Linked DNA regions of Mus musculus: region 2 is linked to region 1. Evidence: chromatin contacts called from public Hi-C data. All regions are on one chromosome and are shown on one strand. The core of a region is the stretch at or near the end of the contact, and the rest is flanking DNA. Distances in the headings are between cores, read along the strand shown.

Evidence for each region. Hi-C and Micro-C count contacts between places; a contact is called where the count stands out from the background.
Region 2: a contact with region 1 is called in a Hi-C map of cerebral cortex, with 2.7 times the contacts expected there. The contact joins the promoter of Meg3 here to the enhancer-like site in region 1. A contact is called at or near these places in 5 of 484 Hi-C or Micro-C datasets (CD8 T cells, cerebral cortex, granulosa cells and 2 more) and 7 of 115 datasets of contacts at active chromatin or transcription factors (the NIH/3T3 cell line, VIP interneurons, embryonic limb bud and 4 more).

Annotation. Positions count from the first base shown.
Region 1 is chr12:109,410,274-109,416,271 of GRCm38.p6, reverse strand. No RefSeq gene overlaps it. Among named protein-coding and RNA genes, the nearest start is that of Dlk1, 40 kb to the left of the region's middle. Within about 2 kb of position 3,426, at least 50 of the 459 cell types and tissues checked have an H3K27ac peak or open chromatin away from gene starts, as enhancers often do. A contact at or near this core is called in VIP interneurons, cerebral cortex, embryonic limb bud and 1 more, where this site is marked.
Region 2 is chr12:109,537,286-109,543,283 of GRCm38.p6, reverse strand. It overlaps Meg3 (maternally expressed 3), which reads right to left and starts at 2,288. Exons shown (of 10, transcript NR_027652.1): 1 at 2,185-2,288. It overlaps Gm34081 (a long non-coding RNA gene), which reads left to right and starts at 3,135. Exons shown (of 8, transcript XR_003950134.1): 1 at 3,135-3,671.

The DNA.
Region 1 (5,998 bases), core at 2,177-4,676:
GGGACATAGGGTTTGGTCCCTTCAAGGCTCTGGGAGGGACCTAGAGGGGATCAGAGAACACCTGGCAGTGGGAAAGCCTGAGCCAGACCCACAAGTCTGAGCGCAGCCTGGGTGACGCTCTCCCTCCTTCTGCCTTTGAGACAGGGATGGGAGCTTCAAGTGGTTAAGCCAATCGTGACAGAAGGGGAGAGGTGCGAGGTGGGCGACCCCTGCCAGACACGTCTACTTTGTGTTCTTTTCATTGAGCTGCCCTTTGGCCCACAGCACTCACAGCTCTAGCTGGATTTGTTCCCTGCCTTTGAGTCTTGTCATGCCAAGTTCACTGACTGGCTATGGGAATTTCAGGTGTGCAATGCACCCACATGCACAGGCCTTGTCCCTGACAGTTCTCTGCTATCTCTCTGAATGTCGGCTCATCCTAAGTGCCCAGGGAGAGAAAGAGGAAGGGCTGCCCACAGTGGGAGTGTGGCTTCATCATGGATAGATTTTCTTTCTCCATAGAAGCTTTAAATCATAATTCCTTACCTGTGAATTCTTATCCTAGTGTGACTGAATGTGGAGGGCCTTGCTCACACAGAACGCAATGTCTTGAGGTCTTATCCACACAACACTGGAGTTCTAGGGTTTTAGTTGGGTCTTACATCCCATCTAGTTTCTTGAAGTTGCACACACACCTCCTTGAATCTCTCAGGACCTACCTTTACACAAACTTGAGTCTTTTGAGGTCTAATTCAACAGTGAGTCTCTCAGGGTCTCTCACACTCAACATCGACTCTCCTGGGGTGTTAATCAACATGGGGGTCTCACCCACTCAACATGGAGTTTTCGAGGGTTGCATTCACTTAATGTTGAATCTCTTGGTGCCTCTCAGAACACTGAACCTTTTTGGTATCTCACCCAACACTGAGTCTCTCAGGGTCTCACCCATGCAACATTGACTCTGGGAGGGTCTCTTGGGTCTTCACTCAAATACCAAGTAAGATGTAGCTCAGATCTCACCACATCTCCCTGGGTCTGCAGGCTTTCGCACACAACTGAAACCTCACACTCATGCCTGTCCCTTCTCTTGAGCCCCCTTGGCATCCTGTGTTGAGACAGGTCCACCTGAAACACTTGTGGAGTGTCCACACAACACCAGATGGCAACATCCTGTATTGTCCCTGTTTGGAGCAATGGAGCAGTGTGGGTCTCAGGAATACCACTGCCCAAGGGAAAGTCAACAGAGAGAGCTTTCTAAGACTAACCCCACCTGATGACAGCATAGCCACTGGCAAGAGGCACATGCCTTGTCTAGCCAGGACCATGTCTCAAAGAACCCCACAGCACCCCCTTTCCCAGACCAGACTTGGTGGCCCCGTACTTGGAGCCTCAGGTTCCTCTCGGTGAGATGTCTTTTGGTGCCACAGGGTTCAGCCCAAAATATCACACTGCCTTGACCACCAAGTACTGATTTTTGTTTGTTTTTAATGCACTTTTATGTTTTATTTGGGGGAGGCTCTGTGGGCTAAAGTAGGCATGAAGAGGTAGAGGTCAGAAGACAGCTTCCAGAAAGCTCTTCTCCCTCTCCCTCCCCTTCCTCTCCCATTCCCTCCTCCCTCTCTCCCTTCCCGCCCCACATGTGGTCCCAGTTGTGAACTTCCTCAGGCTTGGCCACAAGTGCCTTCATCTGTCAAGCTGTCTCACTGACCCCAGGTACTGTTTCTGTTGTTGTTTTGTTCTTTGTTTTTTGTTGTTGTTGTTTTTTTTTTTTTGTTTTGTTTTTTTTGTTGTTGTTGTTGTTTTTTACCACATTGACCTAAGAATAAAGAACAAAGCTCATAGTAAGATACTCATGACTATGATCAGGATGCGCATGTCACTTAGCAAGGAGGGACAGCAGTGTCCCTGGATAACTTCCACTTACTCCTCCTGGTCCTGCAGAGCCCCTGACTTCTACACAAGTGACTCCTGACCAGAGGCAGTCAATCTTCTGTCCCTGTTGCTCTGCTGAGGGCCAGAATCTGCCCCTCCCCCTTGCTATCTATGGTCTCCCGTAGGCTTGTTCCTCTGCATGCCACTTGTGCCTGTAAGACAATACCCTACCTTGGAATTGGACCCAAGCCAGAGATGCTTTGTGGCCTACACCGTCTAGAAAATTCTACCACACAACCTTCACCCAACCATTCTCCCATCCCACCACCCCATCACTTATCTGAGCGCTCTTAGTATCAGAACCTCTGATCCCCAACCCACCCTGAAAGGCTCCCTTTTACTTCTTTGGGAGACCTCCTTACCATCTCTAGACCTGGGGTTCTCACCACCCAAGTCCATCTTGGAGAACAAGTTGGTTCGGGATGGAGGATCAAAATGTCACTTCCTCTGAGGCCCCCAGGTAGAGTCTGTGATGTCACTGGCACAGTGATGTCACTTCCGCCATGATCTCCGGGATCCTTCTAGGACCAGGATGGTTGGCTATCTCCCAGTCTGTGCTGGAAGGACTGGAAGGGTATTTAGGTGAAAGGAACTACAATGTATGAAAAGGCCTGTGTCGAACACCAGGAGAGTCAAGTACCATAGAGCAGTAGGACAAAATGGAGTCACTATGCCTGGAGCTGGGAATCTATTTGGCTCTCTCAAGGGAGGAGATAGTCTCTGTTCAGAGTACCACAGGGAACTGGGCTAGGTAGCTCTGAAGCCTCAAGAAGGATCCTAGGGAGAGACAGGAAGTGGCTTCTGGCCCAGATCGCCTGTGCTCAGCCTCAACGTTTTCCACTTTCCCACAAGGCTCCTGGCCAAGCTGTTCAGGCCACTGTGCACTTTCTAACAAGATTGGATATTTGTAAGACTTATTAGCTGCTGGAAAGTCAGGGGCTGCGGGCCAGTCTGTTGTGGTGGTCCAGTGGCAGCAGCCTGCTTGGCGTACACTCTCATGGCCTCTGGCAACAGAAGTGGATAGGAAGGGACCCCCCAACCAGGAACAACCCCCCCCTGCTTCCCATGTAGAGTTTCCCAAAAAGCATTACCATGTGGGAAAGGGGCTGCCCTGGTTTGTATTCTCATAGATATGGATTCAAACCCAGGTCTGCTGCTTCTAAGATATGTGTTCAGGACAATGGAAGCAACGCCCAACGACCGCTTGCTCTTGCTAGCCAGGCACAAAGCAGATCCTCTGGTGGCCCCACAGCCCCACCACCTCCCTGTGTCAGGGGAGGTGACGTCCACCTGTGTGCTAGAATATCCCAACACGTTTTCCATTCCCATCGTAGATCTTCCCCAGCTGCACTTGCTCAGTGGAAAGGAATGTACAGCCCCAGAGCCCCAGAGCCCCAGAGCCCCAGAGCCCCAGAGCCCCAGAGAAGAAGGTCGGCCACGCCAGGCTTTGAGCATCTCTGGAGCAGCAATACTTGGGGCCCAGGGCCCCTTGCTCTGTGAGCCTAGCCAGTAATGAAGACCATGTGAGGGCTGTGGGCTCCCTCCGCCTTCCTGGCTTAGCAGAGAGGCTCTCAGGAAGTGTGGAGGGAGGGGGGGGGTCTGCCTGGCTGTCCAGCTGGAAGAATTGTGCTGAGAAGATGGAGAGCTAGCAGGGGTCAAGGAGACCCACTCCTCCCTGAAGCAATCTATGCATGCAGGACTCTGAATGCTACCGGTCCCCCTGAACCTGTGTCACCCAAAACTAGGTGTCTCATCCTATTTCAGAAAGATCACTAATGAAGGCTAGAGCGCAACACTGCAACCACTTCTTCAGGAAAGAAAAAAAAAAAGAACTATTGGTGGCCTTGGGTTCAGTTAAGAGGAGCACGGTGCTCTGGCTCGAGCGTGGCAGGGGTCTGCTGTAGCTGGCAGCTCGGACACAGCTCTCAAAGAGGACACCAATGCTCTCAAAAGAGCCCCGAGACTTGGTTTGGAGAAGAAAGGCTAGAGGGAGTCGTAGTTACCATTTCTAGATATGCTGGGCTCCCAACTCAGTTTTCCTGGTAGGAGCGTGCCTCCTCAGAGGGCTGGGCTCCCAGGCGATTGGCAAGCTCCCTAGTGCCAGAGGGAGGAACTGAGTCTAATCCTTGGCGTTCTGTGGGTGCCTCCACAGCCTGGGTGTGCACTGGAGGGCTAAGTGACTTCATGAGTTCTGTGAGGTCTGGGGCGCCTCTCTCAGCAGCCCGAACCAGAAGTGCCTGGCAGAACCTCACTCACTTGGACTCTGAACACACGAGAAACTGAAGGGAGAAGCTTCCCACGGCCAGAGGAGACCTGGGCCCTTCCTGCATCCTGGATTAGCTAGTGGAGGGAGACCCACCAGCCCACACTCCCAGAGGGAACCTCGGGGCCGCATCAAGGGCCTGTACACTGTTTTCCTGCTTACAAGAGCCAGATGCTCTGTTCACAAGGGTCTGCCCAGGCTGTCAAAACACTCCCAAACACTCAGGGTCTAAGGGGTACATAGAAATAAGCCATCTGGCCCATCTTCTCTTGCACTGGGAGGGAGGGGATGCCTGGTAGACCATTCCCCTGGTTTCTTACATAGGCAAGAAGACCCCATCTACTGAGAAACACATCTCTGTCTTAGCCAGGTCCACATGAACAGCCAAGCCCCAGTCCCAGTCCTCAGCCCAACGTCCCCTGCTGTCCTGGCCCCCACTCCTGCCCAGCTGCCTGGGCTAATCCAGGCCTGTGGGAAGCACAGGGTGGGGGCAGCCTTGCTGTTCAGAGGAGCCTCGATTCACCAGGATGCCTCCATGCACAGATGCGCCTCTCAGCTCGGGCGGATTTGATAAACTTGCTAAATTGCAATTCTCTGTGGCTTAGGAGAGCTGGGCCTTAGCCAGAACATGCATTATCCTCTGCAGCTGCAGGCTGCAGAGAGCCAAAGGGTGGAGGCCTAGTTGGGGCTTCCCCACCCTCCAGCCTGGGGCCCAGTGCTTTTGGGGTGCTAAGCCTAGAGCCACTCTCGGAGCCAAGCAGGCTCATGACAGTCACACTGGATCTAGGAAATCTGATTCATGGCACAATCTAGGAAAGAGCCAGTCATGAATCTCCCAGAAGGTTCTACAGGGAAGTGGCTGTGCACCCACATTTCTTGGGCAAGCAATGTTGGGGTCCTAGGTTGAACTCAGCTCTTCTGAGCAGGAATGCTTCAAATTTCCTCTCAAAACCTGGCCTTTGAGGCTCATAGCCCTGTTCTAGGCACAGAAAAAGGTACTTCTAATGGTAGCTTAGAGGCTCAGGGGACTTGGAAGTCCAGCTTGCGACCCTCCCCACAGGAAAACACTATGTACAGTTGGACTGCAGGAAGACTGGCGTCTCTAGACCCCAGGGTAAGCTGGGGGTGGTTTTGACGCCAGAGCCTAAGCGCTGTTCTGTCCTCTAGACAATCAATTTCCGCACACGTACACAGAGAGCCACGGCTCTGCTTCCGGCTGCCTCGTCTCCGGGAATAGCTGCTTTTTAATTACATGGAAAGGTCACCAGGAAGAAAAGAAGCGAGAAGTCTGTCTTCTTATTCTTCCTCCCAGGGCTAAGAATGTTAAAACTAAGTAGCTGAGGGGCAAAAGGGGTTGGGTGGGGGTGGCCAGGGGGGGGGGATAGGAAGCCAGATAAGTGCTTAGGGGCTGGTGCCTCAGTTTCCCCAGCTGCAGAGGAGAATAACAGGTTTGCAGAATGACAAAGCCTTCCTGCAACCCAGCTACCCAGCACCTCAGTACTCCTGCTACTCAGCACAGCACTTCTGCAAACCAGCCACCCAGTACCTCTGTTACCCAGATATGTGCACACTAAACAAAATGGCTCTGCTCCTAGGGGGCTTAGGGTCTAGTGGGGAGGGAGGGGGAGAGAGAGAGAGAGAGAGAGAGAGAGAGAGAGAGAGAGAGAGAGAGGGAGAGAGAGAGAGAGAGACTTGATTCTGGCATCCCACTATGTGAGCTCTGTCTAAAATGGGGAGTTAAGCCAGTCCAAGAAACCACAGAAGGCTTCCTGGAAGAAACAGCCCTGAGCCTAGAGTTCAGATAGGCAGTGGTCAGCAAGAAGT
Region 2 (5,998 bases), core at 1,039-3,538, 130 kb before region 1:
AATGGGAGGGGGAGGAGGGAGAAGAAATGGGAGGGGGGAGGAGGGAAAACAGAAATGGGAGGGGGAAGAGGGAAAGTAGAAATGGGAGGAGAAGTAGGAGGAGAAATGGGAGGGGAGGACAGCAATGGGAGGGGTACAGATGAATTGATTGACAGGTCACAAGTGTTAGCTGTGTGCGCATGCGCAACTCTAGCGCTAGTCTGGCAGGCCAAGAACCATTTGCACATAGAGACCGCTAGGGGGCGCGCGGCCCGCACTCACTAAGACTCCAATAGCCCAACCACCTGAGGCACCCCCACAGGCGCCAGGACGCAGCTGCTAGAGCTAGACTGACGTAGGAGGGGGGAGGGCGCCCAACAGGTTTCAGGCTTGGGGGGGGGGGGCAGAGCCCACATCAGCCATCTTTAAGGGTCGCTATGCACCCCCATCGCCTCTGCCTGAGCCATTTTCCAGACATGACGCAGCACACACACAGGCATCCAGGAGCCGCCTTGCACCAAAGAGACCCTGCAGTAAGGGGCTGCCCCCAGACCACAATTCTACTCCTGATAAGTAAAAGCAGGACGCTGCCCCCACCCACCATTAGTAAATCCAATTAAGCATAATTAAAATTTAAAGACTCAATTCTTAATACAGAACACTCATTTTTGAGGTCTTCAGCTATATGACAAAATAAAGGCAGACCACCCTGCCTCCCCCCACCCAATTAACACCCTTCTCCTCAAAACCTTGCCCCCCCTTTGCCACGTCAACTCTCAAGACCCTTATGGATGACGCCTAATTAATTAATATTTTTTGCAATTCTTCCTCAAAAAGCCACACCTTTCTAAGACCCCAGAAAACACAAATCACTGAAAATAAATTAATCTGCGTCCATGACACCCTAAATCACACAGCCACTGCAGATGACGCCATCTCTGACCTATTGTAAGTCCTGCAAGCGCACCTTAGTGAATCCAGGTATCTACTAACATTTCCCCATAGGTAAATGAACCCATGGTCCCGCAACCCATCTCGCTCCCGACCCCCTCCTGCAGGAGAACAAAGGCCACCTCCTCTTCCCTCCCCACCCCGCCCCCCAAAATTCCGCAGTGCCACCAGCGCCCTCTTGCGGCCATCAATAGAACATTCTAGAAACCTGCCACGTCGCAGCCCTCAGGCTGCCCCCCCCCTCAGCCAGCCAGCCCAGAATGAGGAGGGGGCGGCCAGGGGGGGCTTCACGGGGACAAAGGAAACGGCAAAAGGTGATTTACCAAAAGTCAAAAGCCTTCAACACGTCAGAATCTAGCCGCAGCCATCATGCGCAATGCCAAAAAGAACCCTGCCTCCAAATTTCCAGCACTCAGATCACCCCCCACACCTCCACACACCCCCTTTTCTGCATTTTATCTTTTCCTTCCTATGAGACGCAAGGACGTGGGGTTTTTTCTACCCTAGCCCACCCCCCACATCTATTCTGCCTTTGCCCCCCGGTTCCGCAGCCTTCTCTGTGATCTGGGGGTCTCCGGCTAGATTTGCCTTTGACGCCCTCTCTTTCCGCTGTTAAAGTAGCTGCGTCAGGAAACGGCTAGTAATGGTTACATTTTTTTTCCCACTATATTTTGCCCGAGGTTAGGTCTATACTAAACCCGAGTATCTGGATTCAGAATTGCTGGTCAACATGAACCTCTAAATCTTACGCCCACGTTCCGCCGAGAACCTGGCTAGGAGAAAAAGATGGCTCGAGACCCCCCTTTTCAGGTACCCCCCCCCCATTTTATGGGGCTTGCGGGATGATGCATCGCCGCCATGTCTCTCACCATTAATGCGATTCTAAGGGGGGCTTTCAGCCACCAAAACCAGGTTTTTAGACCCCAGAAACAAAAATACACTGGATTTGGGGGCGGAATATCTCATTATTGCTGCTTTTCTTAATCAGGGTCTCTACCGCGCTGCCCACACTAGTGAGAAAAAAAGCCCTAGTGGACCGGACCCCCCCACACCCGCGAGAAAAATGTGCCTGAGGATTCTTTTCCTTGCAGAATTTCGTGTTGGATGCTGGGGACCAGGCTAAGGGGCTGGCTTTGGGAGAAGGTCCCCAGCACTGGCCTTTCGGCATGTCCAGGAGGACGGAGCCGAAGCCAGATAGTGATGTCGTCTTCATTTTTGCACATCCTTTCAGGCAAAGGATGGCTAACCACTCACCAGGTAAGAGATTCTTCTGTGGGCGCCCCGGGTTTCTGGAAGAGCTGCAGCCAAGGCCAGCAGAGCCGAGGCGAGCTCTATTCCAGCTCTTCGTCTTCTGTGCTAGGGGCTGGCTGGGTGGGGTTTATATAAAGGCGCAGAAGGGGTGGTCTTTGACGTCAGCGCATTCTGCTGCAATGCGCTCATTTCTCTAAAAGTGATTGGCCGGAAAAATGAGCCCCCCAGATTCTATGACAAATTGCTGTAGCCGCACCCAGACTGCAGCAAAGAACGAAGGAAAAAAAAATCTGCCGCAGTGCCCCTGGCCGCCATGACCAACACCCTGTGGTCGCTGGTGATTTTTCCCTACATGAGCCCTAGTTGTGGATGGAAGGGCGATTTGTAGACAGAAACTGGGGGGAAATAACCCCAACTGGTGATTGTTCTCAGGCGACCAAGGATAAAGGTGGGGTACCGGGGATCGGCAGATGGCTTGCCTGGGTTTCTCAGAACATCAGTCAGGGGCTCCGGCTTAGGAAAGGAGAGCGTTGTTTTTTCCTAATTGCACTGGAAATTTTTAATAAAAATCCCAGATAAAATAATTGATTCCCAAATGTTAGCCTGGAGGCTGTCACCCCCACATAGGGTACCCCGATTCTGACGGACTATCTTGATACGGGGAATTTGGCATTGTTGAGGCAAAAGGACCTTGATTTTGAGTCCCAGGCTTTACAGAAGATACAACCTGTGCACCAAAAACCTTGCGCTATTCCGCCCTTTCCCAAGGACCCATTTCTGCCCGTTACAGGGGTACCCAGCAACCCGGAGTGTACTGTGAATATAGGCGCAACTGTGCCCCCTAAGAAAAGTACTTAATTAGTGAAAATGGGGTCCCTGTGGTAATGCTTAGAGTACACCCCCAAATCGGGCTGATTCCCCACACTTTGAAGGGCGCCCCCCCCTCTCCGCAGCCCAAGCAGACACATGTTGCTATGGTGCGTAGCTGCTGGCTGCGGACGCTCTGAGACTTGGCACAGGAGAGCTAATCCTTAACAGGTGGTACCTCCGGCTGCTCTGCCTACCCTAAGTGGCAAAGGGGGCAACATGTCCATCAAATGTCCTCTCGAAAAGGTCAGAATGCTGTTGAAAGGGACGAAGGATCTATCTTGGGGTGACAGGTGGGTGGCAACTGTGAGTCCAAAGAAGAAGCGTCTGGTGACAGAAAAGGAGCGAGAATGATTGAGACCCTAAAAGGAAAGTCAGAGGCCCTGTGGAGGACATGAAGCTGGAAGAGCCCCCCACCCCCACCCCCCCGCCGCCGCCTTATTTACGCCTCTGCAGCTGCTTTCGCGTAAGCCCCCTATGGCCAGCAAGCCTAGGATGCCACTGTGACTCGGGTCCTGGGGCTGAGAGGCACTGAGAAAAGCCACCGCTGAGCCCAGGGTTACCGATCAGCAGCTTGCCGGCGAGGTGACTCAGGCCTTTTCAGGGGTGGGGGCGTTGTTAAGGTAGGAACCGATGCACTTCGGAGGGTGAAAATGAAGGTTTAGGGCTTTGGGGGCATCAAAAAGAGCTTTCTGAATGTGTCAGATACTGGGAGAGAAAGAAAACACCCCATTTTTGCAAAGAGCCCCCCAAAAGAAGGCCCCTGACAAGCTAAAGAGGCCTTCTCCAGCCACAGACGTCATTATGCAGCAAAAAACATGGCTCCCAGCACCATAGTCAACAGGAGACATTTATTAACCCACAGTATTATTAGCTAGGAAACAGCCAGAGCTGGCTGGGGCCAATCATCAGCAAGGAGACCCTGTCGTCAAGCCCCTGTGGCCAATCAGACACCAGAAGGCCCAGTTGCTAGCCTCTGGGGGCAGAGGCAAGGGGTGCGCATTGTCATGGAGGCTCATGTTCGTGGCCCACGACGAGTGGGATTGCAGCGGCCACTAGAGAGCATCAGTAGCCATGTACTAGGGGTCCCTGAAGGCTGTCAGCATTGCAGCCCCCAAAAGAACGTGAGCTGGAGCCTGGTGTGAGCCTCTGGCAAGCACTGACAGGACCCTCAGACACCCAACAGCCATTCTCTGGGCTCCAAGCCCTGTGTCCTTGAGAGAAGGAGGGCCTCCACAGCAAAGTCAGCCTTTGCATTTTTTTCCCCCCTGGGCCTCTTGCTCCTAAGCCTGTTCCTGGCAGCAAACCGTATCCCTCAGCTTCAAAGCCTTTACTGACAGGCCAAGGTAACAGACCCTGGAAGCTATGTGTTTCTGACAAACTGCGCAGTGGTTGGAATCTCAGCCCTGTTCCCTCCCAGCTGGTAGGCCAAGGTCCAGGCCCTTCCCCAGTCTGGGCCCCTATTTCCTCATCTGGAAAAAGGAAAGAGTTGGACAGGAGAGTCCCCAGGGAGCCTTCCAGTCCTGCTTTGCTTGATTTGAATGTATACATCAGGCGAGTCAAATGTCTTCCAGAACATTCTTCATGACAGTAATTAGTATCAGGTGTATTTTGTAGTCCATGTGGTTACTTCATCTTGCAGCTTTTCTTTCCATTGTATTTTATTTTATTTTAAACAGAACTCCATGGCAACATGTTTGTCCTTCTGGCTTCCTAAAATAAAGGCAAAAATAAGGATGGGGTAACGGGGGGCACCAGAGAATGCTGTAAACGAATCTCTACTAAGTCTTACCGTTTAACGACAATTAAAAAAATAATCCATATGCTTAAATGTGTTTGTCAGCTTCTCTGGAGCTCAGAACCTAATTTTTAAAATATTTAGTGGTCCAAAGCAGTGGGAGAAATTCTGGAAGAAGCCAAACCTATGCTAATGTTTGGATGGGATCTGTTTCTCTGTCTGGGCAATGCTAGTAGGTAGCCCTACTCAAAATGGATCTGTGAAGGCTCAGATTGGTGTCTATGAAGGAAAACAGGAGAACAGGTCCACATTTGAGAAAGAGTACTTTCTCTCTGAGTGTTACAACGTGGCTCTCCTGCAGGCTGGAGAGCAGCCAGATTTCCAGACCAGTGGCTTGCCTAGCCTTCTCCGCCTCCTCTTCCCTGGAGATCTAACTCATGGTATATAGATTTTTTTCCTTCTTTTTAATTATTTTCTTAAGACAGGGTACCCCCCCCCAAAAAAATGTAAATGAGGAAAATACCTAATTAAAAAAAAAAAAAAGACAGGGTACCCCAGGCCAGCCTCGGATTCATTATAGTCCAGGCTAACCTCAGTCTTACAATTCCCCCATCTTGGCTTTTGGAATTTCTAACAGGGTTTTTATTTATCTATTCATTTTTTGGTTTTTTAAAATTTGTATTTAGGAACTCAAAAAGCTGTGTGACCTGGGTGTGGCAGCCTGAGTCTCTAATCCCAGCAGAGACAGATAAATCTTAGAGTTCAAGGCCAGCCAAGACATAGTAAGACCTTGTCCAAAAATATAAAATTAAAAAATAAAGCTACATGAGCAGCCTCTTAGCTCATGTACATATTTGTGGTCAAATATACAGATATCCTCAGATTCAGCTAGGGAGTGAACGCAAGGTCTTTTTTCCTTTCCCAAGCATAGGTTAACAATGTACTCTTGTAAAACCATCCTGACAGCTATTGTAAAACAGCATATAAATGCTGCCCGCTCAGAATAGCCCTTCCAGAGTTCCCCTAGACGTCATTGTCCTCCAGATGTCCAGATATCTCTGGGACACATGCCTCCCAACCCCTTCCTAACACACCTAGAATAATGCCCTTGTAAAACTATGTTGGGAGCCATTGTAAAATAGCAATTAAGTGCCACCCGGAAAAGTGCAGCCAGAGTTCCTCTAAACGTCACTGTCCTCCAGATATCCAGAT